Regions from separate parts of the Rattus norvegicus genome. Here region 2 is linked to region 1. A link is a contact called in public Hi-C data. All regions are on one chromosome and are shown on one strand. The core of a region is the stretch at or near the end of the contact, and the rest is flanking DNA. Distances in the headings are between cores, read along the strand shown.

Evidence for each region. A called contact is a pair of places that touch in the nucleus more often than the background predicts.
Region 2: a contact with region 1 is called in a Hi-C map of Schwann cells, with 9 times the contacts expected there. The contact joins the promoter of Lnc215 here to the enhancer-like site in region 1. A contact is called at or near these places in 10 of 12 Hi-C or Micro-C datasets (the A7r5 cell line, the Rat2 cell line, Schwann cells and 6 more) and 1 of 1 datasets of contacts at active chromatin or transcription factors (oligodendrocytes).

The regions. Positions count from the first base shown.
Region 1 is chr8:50,498,676-50,502,528 of GRCr8, forward strand. It overlaps LOC102555203 (a long non-coding RNA gene), which reads left to right. Exons shown (of 4, transcript XR_005488105.2): 2 at 1-958; 3 at 3,557-3,695. Among named protein-coding and RNA genes, the nearest start is that of Ubash3b, 72 kb to the left of the region's middle. Within about 2 kb of position 2,261, at least 55 of the 93 cell types and tissues checked have an H3K27ac peak or open chromatin away from gene starts, as enhancers often do. A contact at or near this core is called in Schwann cells and prefrontal cortex, where this site is marked.
Region 2 is chr8:50,740,892-50,744,744 of GRCr8, forward strand. It overlaps Lnc215 (long non-coding RNA 215), which reads left to right and starts at 1,913. Exons shown (of 4, transcript NR_126581.1): 1 at 1,913-2,006. It also overlaps a transcript of Mir100hgl not described here.

The DNA of each region.
Region 1 (3,853 bases), core at 1,011-3,510:
TAACTCACTACCTGCCTGGATGCAGATTTTTGCACTCTTTGCAGCAGGACGACACCTATTTTCCCCACACCAAGCACCCCCAGCTGTAGATTAGCTGTGCAGGAAGACCCTGGGGTGTGCAGATATAAATACACTGATGCTTGATCATGGCTTAAGTTATTGTCCATCTCAGCCACCAGTGAACCCCCTGCACCATATATCAAGGGGGTATACATTTCTTCATTCATGATAAATTACCCAGAAAGGCTAGATTCCAGCAGGTTCAGCCACAATTTATTATCGGAGGCTGAAGAACAAACAGACTGTCATTTCCCAGCTGCCCAGGACACATGTTTGAATGGAGATTGGGACTCCCCGGGCTCCGCTGATCCTCCCTAGATTTCAGAACCAGACCTTCTGAGCATCTTCCTTGGACTTCCTCTCAGCAGTGAGGACATCCAAAATGAGTCGTGATTCAGCAAGATGAAGTTCACACAGACTTGGTTTGACATCTCCACGCTTCTGTCGGGGCATCTCATTTCCTGAAATGTTGATATTCGTCTCCACTCGAAACTGCAGTCCAGGCAGCTGCCCTTCTTGTGGTTTTGCCTCCCGTTTTGAGGCACTGTGCCTGACTGTTCGTTCACTTGATCATTGACTTGGCTTTGACTCTGGATGATATTTGACCAACACATTCTGTACACCAGTCCATCTGGGGATCACTAACGGGCAGAAACCTGGTTTTGATTTTCATCTTGTTTTGTGAGCCACTCTAGTTTATGCGTGAGCTTCTTATCCCCAAATCATGCTTTAGTTCAGCCATCGTTGATGACCCTGGTTTATATAGCCAACAGTTTGGAAGACCCCCTCTCCTGGTCTCAGTTGTCCTCCAGCCTACTATCTCTGGACCATGCAACATCCAGTGACAGATAATCCAGCCAGTGTGGGCTGCCCCTTGTGTCAACACAATCACTTCTAGGTAATTATTTCACGTCCAAATGAGCATCTTTTTTTTTCTCCCCATCTTAAATCACTCTACCTGCCTCATTAACTCCTATTCAGTCCCAAATACCCAACCAAACCCTCTCTGTATTTAGAGTCTCTGATTGCATTTTTCCCCCCAGACGGGAGTGAAGACTCTTACTGGAGACAAATATGGAACCCCTTACTACCCTCGATGGCAGTTGTTTTCCTGTGCCCACCCCACTAGTCTGCAGCGTTCTGAGCTCAGTAATTATAATTTGCATGTGAGGTGCACCCCTCGTCAAGGATCATATGTTAAGGACTCTGTCCTCGACTCGACAGTGAACAGTCCAGCGTTGGGAAGATGGTCGGTTCAGGAGGGCTCGGAGCTAATCTGTAGATCGGCTCATCCACGAGCTTGTAATTTGAAGGGAGTTGGTAGAGATTAATAAGTAAGGCTTTGCTGGAGGAAGCAGGCTCTGGGGACATCCATTAGGAGGATGTATTTTGTCCCTATTGAGTTCCTTCCCATTTCTACCTCCCGTCTGCCCCAAGGAAGGCCACTTTGCACTTGGCCCTGATATTCTGTCTCATCACATATCAGACTGGAAGCAACAGATACCAGTGAGAGTGGACAGAAAGATGCAAATCAGTGGGCCAAAATAAATCCTTCTTCTCTTACGTCATTTTCGCAGGCATTTGTCACAGTGCTGTAGACGTGCCTCACACCCCAGACCCCTTAACTCACAACTGTGTATGTCCCTATAACAGTGCTATATCACGTTGCTGCTTAAGCCAAACGCGTACAGCAGTATGGACGTCCTTGATGCTATATGTTTTGAAGACAGAATTAATTCTGTTAGGAGGGATGATCTGGGAAAGTGTCCCCAAATGGCAAGCTCTCATCTGACATCATCGCGAAGATTTTTATCAGGCAGAGAGATGAAGAGGTCATTTCTAACAGAGGAATTAACAGAAGCCACTTGGGGACCAGGGCGGGGTCTGGAGTGGATTAAGGGCTGAGGAAGTTGTACTAAACAAATGATAGGCCATGGTGCTCAGATTGTGGACTTGAGACTTGCCCCTGGCCACATATTCTGGATTGCTTAGATTCGGCAACTATGGAGTCCATCATGGTCGTCGTCGTTTTTTAGATTCGCAAGAGAAAGCCTGTCACATTGTAGACTGTCTTCCTCGAGGACAGAATTCTGAGACATGGCAGGAGATTTTTTTCGTCTCCGGGCTCTGCCACTGGAGGTCACTGTTGTACCATCGAAATGAGTGCGGAGCCCCGCCTGATGCCCTTTTGAAGTTGGCTTCCACCAGAAGAGAATACAATACCCTCTGGGTAGCTAGGAAGTCCCGAGGTGCAGGCTTCTCCCTGGCTTCGTGGAAAAGTGGCCTGGTGACCTGCAAAAAATGACTTCGGAAGAGCGACGTCCGTCTGGAGAGGGGCTGCGGGTGGGAGAGCGGCGCTGGGAGGGAGACGTCTGTATCCCATTAGCCTGCGTCTGGCGGGGAGGGGCTGGAGGCCCTGGCGGGTCAAGGCAACTGCTCCCCTGCTGCTTTCTGGCGGGAATCTGGTAGTGATTAGAGAAGGTTATTGTCTTGGGAGTCCAGAGTGATCGCTGGTAAAACAGCTTTGAGCGTTTCTGACCCCATCTTAGAAGGACGTCTGGAGATTGGAAGAGGCCTCTCCCACGCCTCTCCTGCTGGGCTCTGATTTTTAGAGCCACTAAGCAAAGAAAGACAAGGGAAACTGAGGCCTATTCGTTAAGCCTATCCACTCCTCAGGGCTTGCAGCCTACGCTCCAGGAGGAGCAGAGAAAAGAGCACATCCCTAGAGAGAAAACTCGTAAGCTCCATGCCTCTATGTTTCTCAGCCCCTCTTCCTGTGGAGTGAATATCATTTGGTCCGTTTGTTATGAGAAGAAACAGAGGTTTGGAACTGACATTCGAACCCTAGTCTTTTGAAATATGAAGAGAATGGACGGTAAAATGACTACTTGTGATTAGTGGCTAAGAATTCTGCCCTTGAAAACTTGGAGAAAGAGCCCTCCCTGTGCAGTCTCAACCCCACCTCAAAGCAAGCTGAGGCCAGGGTACCTTCGGTGGCACTTTTCCCCTCTTCTCTCCTTCGTCTTCTCCCCATCTCTTCTCCCGGGTTTTACTGTGTAACTCAGGTTGACCCCAACTCTTCTCTCCCCACGTGCTGGGATCTGAGGGTTGGGCTACCCCTAGATCAGAGTGACTTTCTAATAAGTCATAATCTGTTTATAGCCATTCATAAAAGCAAAGTGCTTCTGTGCACATTAGCTAATTTGGCTTCTTTCTTTTTTCTTTCTTTCTTTCTTTCTTTCTTTCTTTCTTTCTTTCTTTCTTTCTTTCTTTCTTTCTTAAAGGCTTATTTATTTAAATCAGTACACTGTAGCTCTCTTCAGACACACCAGAATTGGGCATCAGATCTCATTACAGATGGTTGTAAGCTACCATGTGGTTGCTGGGATTTGAACTCAGGACCTTTGGAAGAACCATCAGTGCTCTTAACCACTGAGCCATCTCTCCAACCCCTAACTTGGCTCTTACAGTAGCCATCTTATCCCTATCACTGTAGACAAAGAATCGGAAACGCTGGGGAATTTATTTGCCAGAGGTGCGACAGTCAACGATGAAATTCAACCTCGGATCTTTTTGCTCTAAACACGGAGTGCCCATTGCCCATCACTTATTGCTTGATGCCAGTGAGTCTCCAGGTAAATCTTGGGTGATAGAGTGATGCTGTTGTATAATCTAGTTAGCAATATACTGTACCTACATTTAGGGAGCATTTTATCTCTGGAAATGATGCTCCAACCCAGGAAGATTACACTGGAGACCCTGCCTCAATGGGATGGAAGACTTCTGAAAGTGT
Region 2 (3,853 bases), core at 663-3,162, 240 kb after region 1:
CTTCAAATCTTTTGTTGTTGTTTGGCTTGGCTTGATAAGAGTTTACAACAGAACTGAAGTATTGCCAGTGTCATTTAACTCTTGCTCAACCCGAGGACCCAGGTCAGGTCTGAGCAATAGTGATTGACTCTCTATGGTCAATAAGCGTATCATTAACTGGCTTTTCTTCTTCATCGTCATTACCACTAGCATCTTAATACCATAAACTTCTTTTTCATGGGTTGCTGTTGCTATCTGGAAGCTAATTCCTGTAATGTCCATAAAAGAGCCCATGAGGCAGCCATGTTTCTTAAGAAATCTAATTTTACCATCCATCTTATACCAAGTCCGAGCTTCCTGTGCGGTTCAGTACAGTGCTGCCCCCAGCACTGCGGGGAGGTAGCAGAATTGAATAGAGATGGGTGATTTGGTTTGCTGAGTAAACAGGAAGTGTCTTATGTTGATTCCTTGCCAAAGCTCCCTTCTCCGGGATTGCTAGACGAGCCCAGGTGGTAGTATGACATGTGAAATGGGCTCTAAGCTTTCAGAGATTTCGATTTGATCGCAGGCTGGTCCGTTAACCATTCCAACCTCAGTTTCCTTATCACTAAAATAGGGCTCTTCTAATCTCACAGTCGAGGTCTCCCAACTGGTCTGATGGTGAAAAGGGATTGCATCACAAGGCGTGTGGTTACCTAGCATCAGCACCAAATCACTGTCAGCATCCTGGAAGGTCTCCTTATTCATTTACCTTTCACTGCCGGTTTACTGGTAAATGAAGAACTTCCGGTCCTATGGTTCCCCTTCCCCATTTGGCATAATGATGAATGAATTCTTGCCTGCAGGATCAGCCCAGGTCTTTTCTGCATCTTGCTAAACACACTATGCTCACATCGCAGGGTGGGGCGAGCCAATCCCCCTGGCGGAGGGTGCAGCTCCTACTGCCCTGCCCTGAGCCTGAACTCTGCTTCTCTCCCCTCATCTCCAGAGGTGGAGCACAGTCTGGAGTCCTGGGAAGGAGGTCAGAAAAACCGTTTCCCTCCACCTATGGTTTGACTGGTAGCAACGAAAACATCATTTGTCAGCCCCCGCAGAATCGATTTCTTTCTTCCTACCTGCTTGCTGGGCAGGTTAGAATGAATGAGGTTGCATCTCTGTGGAGGAGGATGCTATTTGGATATGCAGTCTGTATTCATCACAGTGGGCAGCAGAAAGCAGTCAGGGCTACCGTGACTCCAAAAGGCCAGGAGAGCCCAGGAGACTGGACGGTCATGTTTTTCTCAGACTTCAGAGACTACGCCTGTCTCTCCAGAACAGCATGTGTGACTGAGTGACTGTGTGACACATTTTTTACCAGTCCAAACTGGACACACAGCAGCAGCAGCAAATGACTGCCAATCACTGCGTGCCTATACAGTATTAGCCCTGTAAGTTTATTTTCTACTAAGACCACGTTCACCTGCACTTTGGGTCTTCTGGGTCCTCAGAACGCTGGCTCTCCAAAGGATTTCCCTGATTAATTTCAGAGCTCCTCAGCCCCGCAAATCACACAGAGGCAATCGCTCACAGAAGGACACAGTGTAGTCTGTCTTTTCTGCACTCCCCTCCTCCCACCCCAAGGCACCAACCCAAACCTAGTGCTGGCCTGTCGTGCTCAGCATCTCCCACTAGGGGGAGCCCCTGGAGGGCAGCTGGGGCTGAGCAATCTGGGAAGCGCTGAAGTTTTCTGCTCCTGTCCTGGACTGGTTTTTTCACTAACCCAACTGTGAGATTTCTTTGTTGCAATGTTGGGGTCTGAGATAACACTGCTGGAGGCTGGAGGCGAGAAACATAGCCGAGACCATCTTTTATTGTGTGTTGTTATTTATTAGCGCTGTGAAGCGAGGAAGCGAAATAACAAAGAGCCCAAAGACCCGAAGACTGCACAGCTCCGGCTTGTAGGCCCTGGAGACAGTCTGGAGTCCTCAGACGAACAGAAAGAAGACATCAGAAGGGCAACCAGGGGTGCCTGTGGCTGCTGAGTACAGGTGAGAGGCAGAGGGAGGATGACCAGGGGGCTCATGGGTAAAGAGGCACAAGAGCCCTCCCCACCTGGGAAAATGGATAGACCAAAATGAGAGTGGTCAGCAGAAGTTAAGGGGGAAAGCACTGATTGGGAACATCAAGGAAGGGAGGAGGGCAAGGGGTGAGCTTGAGGCAAGGAGGACAAAAGAAAGAAACAAGGCTGCGGTATGAAAGAGACAGAGCTTGAGAATAGAATCTGAACAGTGAGAAGTTGGCTCCAACTAGGCTGCTTAAGAAACTTGGCAAGAAACAAGTTGCGGGGAGATTGACATCGAGTGTCCAATTGCATAAGGAAGATCAGTGTGAGCAGATGTGACTCACAGTCAACCGATCTAATCATTCCAGTTGTGTGTCATAGAGCCACACCTACTCGTACTTTGACCTAAACTGAGAGGAATTCTGGTCTGCAGGCTTTTCTGGGTTCTTTCGCTTCTAAACCAACGATTTCCCTTTCTTCCTTTGAGTCTTCCGCAGCTCCTCTAGGGAGTAGACCGGCAGTCAGAAATTCTGTGTTCTGGTCTAGAACTTGCCATTTATCGGTAGGATTAGCCTAAGCAAGGAAACCCCGGAGTTTTCCTTTCCTTTGTCTAAAAAGGGAGATAATAATATATTACTGACAAGCCTTACAGGGTTGTTCCAAGGATTGAATAAGTAAGAGGATGTGAAGAAATGCTCTTAATAGATTATAATTGCTAGCTAAATAAAAGTTGGCATTAATAATAATTAATCAGTTAATAGAGCCTCCCTACTCTCAGCAGGGAGTCTGCTGAGTCTGGGAGAGAACCGTATTCATGTAAGTCTACACCCAGAGCCCATTCTCCTACTGCGGACACTTCATACATGTACTCCCCAGACTTTTAGAACTAATGTCTCTTTGATAAATGGGACACTTCATATTGACTCTTTTTTGTTTTTTGACAGCATCAAATGTTCTTTTTCCAGCCTCAGCTCAGTTTTCTCATGCAGATAAGTGATTGATGGTGTCTCCACGGTGCCTGGGGGAGTGAGATGTCTGTGTCCTGGACACAGGAGTCAATGTCATGTCTTGGGCATATGGTCGGACTGTTTGGAAGAAGTAAATGACAGGCTGTGATAATAATAATGCTGTCACCATCTCCCCTTTCTAGAACGTTCTTTACAGGTCACTTGTGATTATTTTTTCACCCAAATGTGTCAGACATAAAATTGGGTCTGTGCCTTGGATCGGGCTGGTGGAGGTTGTCTCTGAGAACGTTAGCTGGCTTTGACACCTGTGGCCATAGTCTTTCTGCTTCCCTCAGCTGTGAGCAGCAGTGTGGCAGATGGGGAAGGCAGTGTAGACCACTCGTGAAACGTTTGCTCTCTCTCCTTCATGTGTCACCTGGAGTTCTCACAACTCTCCCTCCATGTATCTAAACATTCACTGTTGACCTGCTGACGTCAATGGTCTGTGGCTTGACAAGCACCCAACTGTCGTCAGGATACCTTGATACCGATGTGTTTCCACTAGTGATTGCCCCACACCTCCAAATGACTTTAAACTTTTGTTCCAGCTGCTAACAAAAGGAAGCTTCCTCCTGCTTCTTTTCATCTCCACCAATCAAATGATGGAGCGAATACTCATAACAATGCTTATTTTAAGGCACCCACCGACTCACCTGCAGAACATTAATATCCTATCCAAGGACACAATATGTAGAAGACTGTGTTTTCTAAAATCACCAAGCACACACACACACATGCACACATGTGTGCAGATGCATCTACATGTGCATGCATATGCAACTATAAATATGTATGTGTGTGTGCATTCATACACATCCCTTCTCCT